Regions from separate parts of the Callithrix jacchus genome. Here region 2 is linked to region 1. The links are chromatin contacts, called in public Hi-C maps. All regions are on one chromosome and are shown on one strand. The core of a region is the stretch at or near the end of the contact, and the rest is flanking DNA. Distances in the headings are between cores, read along the strand shown.

Region 1 (5,483 bases), core at 2,228-4,727:
CTCAAGCTCCAGCTCCCTGTCTCATTCTTTGAACAAAGACGACGGGCATGGCATTATACTTCTGCAGTTTGTTTTGTTTTTTAAGTCTAGGATGAGTTTGGACATCTCAAGCCAAATCCTCAATTTGAGAATGCAGTCAAATGAACAGAACTCCATCCCAAAGAGGAAAGTGGATGAAAGCCAAGCACATTTGAGTATGAGATTAAGGATCAGAGGCACTAATTTTGCATGAACTTCTCTTGCCTTCGCTGGGATTCATTTTTAATGCAGTGATGATAGCCTTCCAGTGGCCGCTGGCAGCATCTCAAACTCTTTGGGGATGAGAGAGAAGGGGGTGTTTGGGGAGCCTGTTTACCAGCAGGCTCGGAGGTGATTAGAACAAGTCACGAGCACGAAGGGGGAGGGGGAGGGGACCTCAATGCTGCCTCTGGATTATTAAGAGTGAGATCGATGCTGGAATCCCCAAGGGCAAAAAAATCAATGACCCAGGAAAACTACACCAGCTGACAGCCCCAGGAAAAGGCTCAAGGAAGAGCTGCAAAGAAGAGAAAGGCATAAGGAACTTTCCAAAACTCTGCACTGCTAATCTCCTGGGGGGAGAGGAGGGGTTATATTGTACAGACAATGGCTGGGACCCCTGACATTCTAGCACTTTCTTTCACATGGATACACCATCCTCCCTCCTCTTTCACAAGGCAGAGGGATCCCAAGTTTCCTCTATCCTTTGCTCGTTTTTGATGCTCCCCTTATTTAGAAAAACAGGCAAGTATCTGCATTGTCACTTTTCTGTAGCCCTGGTTATTGTGATCAGGCTCTGTGGGGGAGGATCCACTGCCTCTTTCCAGGCCTCAGATTTGGTTTCTATGCACTCCTTCAAGTTCATAAAAAGGAACAGGACCGACTGTCCCAGGAACACAGGCAGCAAGCTTTGAGGCTGCAGGGGGTTCACGTCAGATAAAACACTGAACCGAGCGATCCGATGGCCATCTTTGGAGCTTAGGAATTTGGGGGGGGTTCCCTAAAACCTTTAGGTTAAATTTCAAGTCAAATGAGCTAATTTTGGTAAACAATCTTTCTCCCTGAGATTTTTCTAACATTTCCCCAACCTCACACAATATAGAATTAATGTTTAAACAAGTACATCAGTGGTTTGGGAGGACGTTATATTTCTTTTCTTCTCCCCAAAAGGCTTCCTGACACATTCTCCCTAATCTTCAGATCTCTAGAGAGCATCACTGCTGGTTGTAGATAGTCATCACCACCTACTGCTGGCTCCGGGAGTTTGAAAACCTGGAATTCAAGTTTGCAGGGAAAGCAGAAGGAAATGCCTTTTATGGTTTATACTATTTAGAATGACATGTATCCAATCATTCATTTTACTAAGGATATAGCCTCCCTGTTTGATAGCTCAACTCCACTGTATGTAACAGTTGCTAGATACAGACAATTCCAAACTTGGGTGGTAATCTATAGACTGTTACAAGTATTGCAATTGCTTCCCTAAAGCAACAAAACTCTAAGGGTCTCTATTCTGTGAAAACAATCTAATGGTTACACTGCAGTTTGCCTAAAGCAATATTTGTTCTGTTGCAATGACATCACACACAGAAAAACCTTTTCAGTTTTCAATTCTTTCCTTAGAAATCAGAGCTAGATGGTGGCTGAACTTAGAACTGCTTTCCATAGCTCGAGTCAGCTAACACAGAGCTTTTCTAGCAGCCACGAAAGTTCTAGTACAAAAAAAAAAAAAAAAAGGTTAATAGCACTTGAAAAGCCTGATGTATTTCCCCAGAACACTTACCACGGAGTTCTGATCCTGGGATGCCTGATTTTAAGGGCCATAGGTGGCTTGCCAAATAGGCATATCTTGGTTTCCTTTGCCAGGCAGGAATACTGCCTTGATATTACATATTCAAAGCAAAGAACCTCTGACCTAAGGGCTCTCCACTAACAATGACATTCTCTGTTAAGTAAACTAGAAACCCAACTCAACTTCTGCTTTGCCCTTGTTCTTGCTGTGTACTAGTCTACTGCACAAAAAGGACTGAGGAGAACTCAGTTTACCACGATTATTTTCCAAAAGACCCTGCGCTGCAGGGCCCAATAGGAACTGGTTGTGCAAAGCCTGAACTTGGCAGAAGATCCCTGGAGAAGGAGGACTGTGGGCCTCGGAGCTGCTTCCTGAGCTGGGCTGGGGAAGGCTGAAGGCTTCCAGCCTTGCCAGGGGGAGATCCAGGGCTGTTTCAGCTGCAAGGTTGTGTTACCTTAAGCAATTGCAGCGCCAACATAAGCATGTACTCCTATGGCTATGTCAATCTAGAAATCCCTTTCACTCTGGGGCGTCAGTCACACATGTCAGCTTAGAACTATCTGATACCTGCTGCCGGAGCCTGGGTCACGGTTCCCGAAAAGAAAAGCCTCCTAGTTTACTCGGGAGCAGGAAACTGGAATTGGAGAGGGAGGGCGCTGGTACACTTTGACAGAGAGACTCATTTCTCTTATCTAAGTGTCTCCTCATCCCTCACTGCCTTTCCACCAGACCGCCAGTCCCCGCGGGCTTCCCTTCCTACCTGCCAATATGGACCTGAGGTCAGGGGTCTCCTGGGTTAGTCTCCTTACATGGGCAAACGGGCGACGCAAGTGGCAAACCCAGTGCAACGCCTCCGACCACAACACGTGTATTTTACGGCGCTGGGCGCGGCACAGGGCTCAGTTTAAGGGGCCTCCCGAGAACCGGCTTGGATAAGGACCGGGTCCCTAATGCTAGGAAACTGACGAGGTCAACAGCAGGGCGAGAAACTCTAAATACATTACACACCCTTCCTTCTTGGAAGTAGCAGTCCCTGTCGCCACTTCACTCTCAGCTACCTATATGCCTAGGGCTCACACCAGACAAGTATCTGTGAGCACGCCTCAACTTCAATCCTACACAGCCGTCCCCGTAGGGACGGCTGCCCCCAGGCGAGGGCTCACCTGGGCGCTGCGCGGTGCCGGGGGCGCACAGCCAGGGAGGGCGCTCTTACCAGAGAAGTCGGTGAGCGCTGAGATCTCTTTGGAGCAGACCAGCACAGTGCAGTAGAAGAGGCGCAGGAGCTGCCCCGGCGGCTCTACCTGCCTGCGGAGGCCGGGATGCTGAGCGGGCTGGGGCGCCGGCGGCGGGCGCGCGGGTCCCGGCAGAAGCATGGTGCGCGGCGTGGAGGGGCGCGGGCCCAGGCCGGGGACGCGCGGGGGGTCGCAGGGCTAAGGACTGCGTCACATGGCGGGGCGAATCTATGGCCAGCGACTCCGCGGCCCCCCGCCGACTCCCGGCCCAGGCTGCCCGAGCCTCCTCCCCTTCGCGGGCCAGCCCAGGCGCCCCAGCAAAGGGGAGGGGGCGGAGAACTGGGGCGGGGCGAGGAGCCCCGAAAAGGATCCGCGTAGTTTCCCCGAGAGGAAATCTCCGCTGCCGCCGTGCGGGAGGAAGCGAGGGGGGAAAGCGCAGCCTTAGCGCACCCCGCCGCTGTCCTGGCCGGTCCCTGGCGCGTTGCCCGCCGCGGAGGGCGCCCTCCGTAGCGCGTCCCAGGCCGCGCACCTTGAGCACCTTCCACGCCCGGGAGACAGCCGGGCACCCGTGGCCCTGCCCGCGCTGGCCCGGTGCCAGCCTCGCCCTGGCGGCAGAAGGAGCGCGGCCGGTGCCCGTGACGCACTTTGGAGCCAGCGCCGCGCGTGCAGCTGGGGCGCCCCCGGGGCGGGGCCGATCTGGGTCCGCGGGAAGGTGGGGTCCTGGAGGCGTGGGATCGCAGTGCTACCATCCCCGCCGCGCGCAGCGTGCGGTCACCCAGCACGCACAGTTATCGCCATTTCACAGAAGAGGAGACTGAGCCCCGGCGCGGTGCCCAAGCTCTCGCAGCCAGGACGGCGACGAGCTGGAGGTATCAAAACCAGTCATATGGCTCTGGAGCCGGGCTCTTTTGCTCCGGCTCGGCTTGCCTTGGGTACTGGTTGTCCGCAGCGCTGGGGGATCTGACACTGGACCGGCGCAAACAGCCGCCGGGCGCTAATAATTGGGCTTTGTTTTAAAGTGGGCCACAGCATCTTTCTGAATCTCTAGACTGTGCGCCGGGTGACCCACGTTTGGATGCCCGGCCAGTGGCCTGCGTGGCCCCAACTCAACGGTATCGAGGACAAGTGCTGGGTGCGGGCACCTGGGGCCCGGCGACCCAAACCCCACGAACTGCGCGGGGCCTGCGGGAGGGAGGAGGCCCGGGCGGGCGGGCTGGCGCTAGGCACACAGTGTTCCCGAACACCGCGGGAGGGCCTGCCAAGTTCGCGGCGGGCGTGACGCGGAAACGTAGATAATGAGGCCCAGGGCGGGGCCGGACGCACTGCCTGGCGGGCTCCAGAGATGCGAACGCCTCAGACTGTGGCTGGGAGGCCTGGAGAAAGTAAATGAGCCTGAGGGCCCCCGTGGGACCCTCTCAGAGGTGGACCGCAAAGATCCCGGAAGCGTGGATGGCATTAGGTACCAGCAGGGGCTGGGTCACCGAATTGGGATCTCAGCCCCTTCTTCCAGTCTGGGGAAAGATGTGTTAAATGCTAAACATCATTGTTTATCAAGTAAGGCCCAGTCTGCCAGGCATAATGATTTTTAAAATCTACATTAAAATGTTAAATAGAAACTCAACCTCCACAATATCCTTTGAACACAAATATTAGTGTGTGCTCTCTAGGTTAGGGAAACTGAGGCTGGGAGTGTGGGTAAGGATGCCCAGTACTTAGGAACCACAAGGTAAGTAACGTTTGTCCAAAACTCAGGTCCCTTCTGTACTTTCCATTCTATCTGTTCATTCGTCCAGTTTAGACATGAATTGGTATCAGCGTGTGCCAGGTTCTGTGCTAGTGACCAGCAGTGTTGGTACAGGAAGCAACCACACTCCCCGAGTCCTGGGAGTGGGCAGCACTGCCCTGTGGGTCTGCACTGGCTTCCAAATGACCAAAAGGGCAATGTTACTGACTGCGACAGCATCCCCAGCCTTTCCTATCTGGTTAAGCAGAGACTCGAACTGATACTTGCACACCAATATCCGTTGCAGCATTATTTATGATGGCGAAAAGATGGAAGCAAATCCAGTGGATGAATGCATTCAGTTATTGTTACAGCAGGGAAGACAGACATTGGACAGTAATGCCCTGTGAACAGTCAGGAAAGACAGGAATCATGGGAGCAGAAGCCAGTAATGGAGGAGCTGAGCCGGAGGGAGGAAGGGAGATGTTCAGAGCATTTTAAGGCAAGTTGGACGAGAAAGATGGATGAGTCGGCCAAGCAGAAACTAGCAAAACCCGGTTGCTGGGGGAGGGTGAACATTTTAGAAAAAGGGACCAGCATGTTGAAACCCAAAAGGAGCGTGGTTCTCTCGAAGGATGGGGAAAAGTCTAGACAGCTGGAGCAGAGCAAAGGAAAGAGCCAGGGCACTTGCAGGTGAGCAGGACAGAGCTCAGGGCCC
Region 2 (5,483 bases), core at 1,786-4,285, 130 kb before region 1:
CTCTGTGCCTGTTAGTATAGTAAAGGCTCTATGAAGCCTTACAGGAAAAGCCTTGGTTGAGTCTAGTGTTTGCGTGGTGTTGGCATCTGGGCATGTGAGCACATCTCAGGCCATGGCAAGGAAACAGTGGTCTGCCATTGTTCTGCACCTTTTGCCGCACATACTTTGTATGTAGAACTCCTCTCTGGGTCACTTCACTTCTTCCCTTTGCCTGTGTACTTCTCAAAGTACTCTTTATCCTTTGCCCTCTTCCTCCCTTGGCATCTTATCTACTCTGCCAAATGCATATTCCACCCTCTGCAGATAGCTGAAGCTTCCATCCTTTCCCCCGACATCTTGCTTCACTTGCAACCTGAATTTCCAGCTGGTTGCGAGATGGTTCTATCTGAACACTGGTCAGCACTTTGAAGTCCAGTTTTCTAGAAATGAGCTCTTTGCTTCCTCCCTTCTCTCCCTCTGAGTTTTGTCCCTGAGAATCAGCACCTCCTACGAGCTTCTCTGTTTCCAGTGAGAGAACTACAGTGTCTTGGTTTTATAGGCAAATCCTCAGTGTCATCTTCAACACTTCCTCATTCTGTCACCCTAGGTTTGAAGTGGGGTCCTGTACTGTCTGCTTCCATGATGCCTCTTAAATCTCCACAGCTCTGGCTTTCTTTAAGGCTCCCCTGTAGCCTTTTGCATTCGGATGCCCACTAGGGTCCTGACAGTCAATTCAATTCCATTCTGACACTAACTACTCAGACATAGTGCAGACCCCACAGGTCAAGGGCCAGTCCTTCAATTCTGACACTGACTGCCTGGAGTTAGCATCAGACCCCACAAGTTAAAGAGCAAGATCACCAGCAAGACTCCCCTTATTTCAGACTCCAGCTGCAGATGAGGTCCCCAAGCTGCCATACATGTGTCCAGCTTGACTGCAAAATTGGAGCTTCCCATAACACCCCCATTGATGTGCATCATCCAGCACATCAGCGTCTTCACCAGTCAGGAAGCTTCACTGAGCCGTAACATCCAGGATTTTTGTGGAGTTTTTGTTCAGTAGGCATGATTGGTTAAACCACTGGCCATGTGTTTGATGCCAACCTGTAGCCCCTGGAGGTGGAGGAAGGGGCTGAGGCTGAAAGCTCCAACCCTCTAATCACGTGCTTGGTCTCCCTGGCATGGCCAGCCCCTTCCTTGAAACCAAGTTACTATATTAGCACAAACTCGCGTATAGTGAGAAGGAGCTCGTTATAAATAACCAGACACTCCTGTCACTCAGGAAATTCCAAGAGTTTTGGAGCTCTGTGCCTGGAACTGAGTAACAAAGACCAGATATATTTGCTATTTATCACACGGTTCTCTGTATTCTTCAGAGCCTACTACCTGGTCTCCCTCCAGTTAGGTATGTTCTTTTTTTTTTTTCTCTTCCTTTTTTTTTTTTTAATTTGAGACAGGGTCTTGCTCTGTTGCCCAGGCTGGAGTCCAGTGGCATGATTTTAGTTCATCTAACCTCCACCTTCCGGGTTCAAGCAGTTCTCCTGCCTCAGCCTCCTGAGTAGCTGGGATTACAGGTGCCTGCCACCACATCCAGCTAATGGTATTTTTAGTAGAGACAGGGTTTCACCATGTTGGCCAGGCTGGTCTCAAACTGCTGACCTCAGGTGATTCGCCCGTCTCTGCCTCCCAAAATGCTGGGATTATGTAAGGCATGAGCCACCGTACTTGGCCAACTAGGTCTGTTCTATACCAACTACAAGATAAATCTCTCAGCATTACCACTCCTTCCCAGAAAAGGCAGTCAACTGCCCTTGCCTAACAGAGGAAATGTGAATTCCTCAGCCTGGCTTTTGTGGCCATTCAAAAACAAACTCCAGCACAGCCAGCTGGAGCTGGCCTCATCTTCTCCTCTCCTTCCTGCTCCAGCCGAGGGGCTGGCGCCTGCTTTTCTTTGTTTCAGCTTGTCCTGAAGCACCCTGCTGCCGTCTCCACCCCTTCCATCCGTCTGCACGTCGAGGTCCACCTGCAGTGCCTGCTCCCTCTGCCGCTCTTGATCCTCGCTCCCATCTGTGCTCTATAATGTAGGCCGCGGTGTGCTTGGCTCAGTCCCTAAAATAGATAGTAGTCACTTTGGGAGCAAGAACTGTTTGATTTCTTTTTGTTGCTCTGGAAGTCTCTGGCAGGGGTCTTGTACAAGATCTTGGTTGAGTTTACTGTATTTACTAGCCACACTGTGATAACAATGACTTTCTGCAGAAACAAGTGGAAGCCGGTATCTGTGTTACCATGGAGATGGTGAAGGATGCCTTGGACCAGCTGCGAGGCGCAGTGATGATTGTTTATCCCATGGGGTTGCCACCGTATGATCCCATCCGGATGGAATTTGAAAATAAGGAAGATTTGTCAGGAACGCAGGTATGTAGTTCTTGGGTGGGCACTCAGGAGGGTGAGTTCATAGCCCCCCAAAAGCCCTTCGGATTAGATGCCCCTCTTCTGGATGTAGTGTGTAGCTCCCTACACAGCTTTCAGGTTTGTTATGCCCCGCTTCAGAGCAGAGTTCTGAATTCAGGAGTGGCCCCTGACAGTGTGGTACTCATGGGTGAGAGCTTTGGTTCCCCATACACAGGAGGCAGTGGACACAGTTGGTGAGGCTGCCCTTCAGGAGTAACTGAAAACGTTTCTGCTGTCTTTGGCCACTAAGAAGCCAGCTACCCAATTTCTTCCTATTTCTACCCAAATGCATCCGTCCCTTTGCATGGAAGTTTGTGTTTCTAGTCTTCCCTATTGCTTCATGTTATTTTCTGACCCCTATGTTCCATTTTCCTTGGGTTTTCTCACTTCTTTTCCTGTTGGACAATATTCTTTGTCTAAGCCATCTTAAATAAATGGAATACGCAGAGGTACACAGGCAGCCCCATTATACCTCGATTTAAACACCCAGCATGATGCCAGTGTCCTTCCCTGGCAGTGGCCTACAGATCTAAGACGAACTGTGCAGATCAAGGTGCAAAAAAGATAGGGTTTCCTTGTTGCCCAGAGGAGGAAGTTAACTGAGTCAGGGCATAAATGGAAATTTAACAGGGAAGGTACTGAAATGAGCCAGGACTTTGAGTGAGGTGGGGCTGTCAGGCCCTTCCATGGTGAGCACAGGGAGAAATCTGTCCCCTGCCCCCTGCTGAAACGGCTCAGCGGGGCTCTGCCCCCCAGGTGGGAACACACAGTAAAGCCAGTTCTTACGATTGGCCCCAGGCAGGGCTCAGCGTCATTAAAGAGTCAGAGGCTCAGCTGTGGTGGGCAGCCAAGGAGCTGAGAAGAACAAAGAAGCTTTCAGACTACGTGGGGAAAAATGAAAAAACCAAAATTATCACCAAGATTCAGCAAGTAAGTGCTTTCGCTTTAACATGTCAGTATTTTTTGTTATTTCCCTTCAAACTGATAAAAATGTGCAGTGAATCTGAAAGATTTAAACTACTGGCACAAATATTTTAATCCTATTGGCTCGAATTTAAACTGAAAATATCCTCTTTCTGCACATGTGGACTGACTGGCAATATCTAGAGTTTGTTTTAATATGCGGGGGAGAGGAAAGATACTATGTTAATTTCAACCTTAAAAATAGGGCTGCAAGTAAACAAATATTTTCCTTGAAATGTAAAGTTTAGCCCGACACTGATTCCAGGCTTTTTCAAACTGCGGATGCTCTGTACGGGAGGAGGAGGAAAGGCTGGAGACCTTTGAAGGACATCATGTAGCTCTGTCTACCTGCAGTGCCTCCTACGTCACCAGGCTGTGATTTTGGGGAAATGGGGCTGTCCACCCTCTGTAGATCCAGAGTCTGTGGTTCTGAGTGTCCTCCCTTTCCCACTGGACCTGCCTGCAGTGTCTGTCTTGGGAATGACGGAGACAGAGATAGCTTTGTGCAGCCTTTGGTCTCCACACAGTGAGTCCAGGGCTCAGGGCTGCTCCAGATCAAGCCTTCCCTTGATGATTCACTTCAGCTGACTAGACCTGGGGACCTGTTTATTTTTAGTAGTTGGCAAAGGCAATTGTAAAACATTTGTTGTAACTTTAAGGATTGTCTCTGTAAGAACACCTTAATCCACAATTTGCTCTGCTCTGCTCTTTGCAGAGAGGACATGGCGCTCCAGCCCGAGAGCCCATCATCAGCAGCGAGGAGCAGAAGCAGCTGATGCTGTACTATCACAGGAGGCAAGAAGAGCTCAAGGTAGCGGGGGCAGGTGGGCTCTTCGCAGAGCTGGCGCCCAGGCATAGCCTGCATGCCTTACCTGGAGCTGGTGAGGAGCGGCGAGCTCTACAGGGTGTCGGGAGGAGTCTTTCTAGAGCTTCTGTCTGCAGGGTTGTCAGGGTTCTGCCAGGTGTCCCCCAGCATTAGACTTGGACGTGTCCTGCTTCTGGAAGGCAGGGAGAGGGGAGGTCAGTCGCAAACTCTTTCTGCAGTCTCTTTATGTGCAAAACACTTTCCTGAAATGCCTGCCTGAGTAAAACATATTTATTTCCAGAGATTAGAAGAAAATGATGACGACGCCTGTTTAAACTCTCCATGGGCGGATAACACTGCTTTGAAAAGACATTTTCATGGAGTAAAAGACATAAAGTGGAGACCAAAATGAAGTTCACCAGCTGATGACACTTCTGAAAAGATGAGCTCACCTTTCTCCTGGACACAATAGTTACAATTTAAAAAGCCACTTAGCACTCTCTGTAAAAGATGTTAAATCTAGTTTTCTTTAGTGTGAATTTTTAAAACGGCAGTTATTCAAGGTTTTAGAACTTAATAAATACGTAGTCGGAAGAAAATGTGTAAATCATTTGTTTCAGGACAGCTATTTAGTATGTGAGGGTTTTCTTTGATAAAATACTAAACTTTTTTTCCTCCTGATTGTTTTGTATTCTCGTGACAACTGGTTGTATTGGAGGAAAGCTGATGACCAGCAGTGACCACTAGAGGCCGCCAGCCGCTCAGCGAGCCTTTTTCTCTGGGCCCTCTTCGTAGATGTATTGGAGGCCGGACGCCCAGCCTTGCTGGAGAGAGAGACTTCTCTCACCCTGCGGCGGGGTCTAACTAGCCAGGCGTCTCCCAGTCTTGAAGGTGAAGTTTGCCTCCTAGTTGATGCCTGTCAGGCCTTGTATTCTGGGAGGGAAAGCTACACCTGTGATGGAAGTTGAGTAGCAAACTCATCCGACCTTGGAACTTAAATTCGTCTGCAGTTTCCCAGCTTCTCAAGTCTCCTTCATCAGAATAGATCCTGGAAACAAATCTAGATTCTGTGAAGGGTGATGTCTCCCCGTGGATGCAGGTATGACTGTGGGCTCAGCTTCATAGGCGGCTCAGTGACCAACCGTGGGATGAACAGGGTTGCCATCATCCTGGGTGTCTAGGATGCCTTTGAGTTTCAAGACTCTTAACTCATCATGACTGCAAACCATCCAAGTAGCCTGAAAACTCTGGCACTTTAGCATCCGCAAAGACGCCTGTCAGACCG

Evidence for each region. Hi-C and Micro-C count contacts between places; a contact is called where the count stands out from the background.
Region 2: a Hi-C map of induced pluripotent stem cells shows a contact between it and region 1, with 2.5 times the contacts expected there. The contact joins the enhancer-like site here to the promoter of EVA1C in region 1. A contact is called at or near these places in 2 of 3 Hi-C or Micro-C datasets (induced pluripotent stem cells and skeletal muscle).

Annotation. Positions count from the first base shown.
Region 1 is chr21:38,563,221-38,568,703 of calJac240_pri, reverse strand. It overlaps EVA1C (eva-1 homolog C), which reads right to left and starts at 3,477. Exons shown (of 9, transcript XM_078358452.1): 1 at 3,024-3,477.
Region 2 is chr21:38,692,798-38,698,280 of calJac240_pri, reverse strand. It overlaps CFAP298. Among named protein-coding and RNA genes, the nearest start is that of SYNJ1, 100 kb to the left of the region's middle. Within about 2 kb of position 3,035, at least 2 of the 16 cell types and tissues checked have an H3K27ac peak or open chromatin away from gene starts, as enhancers often do.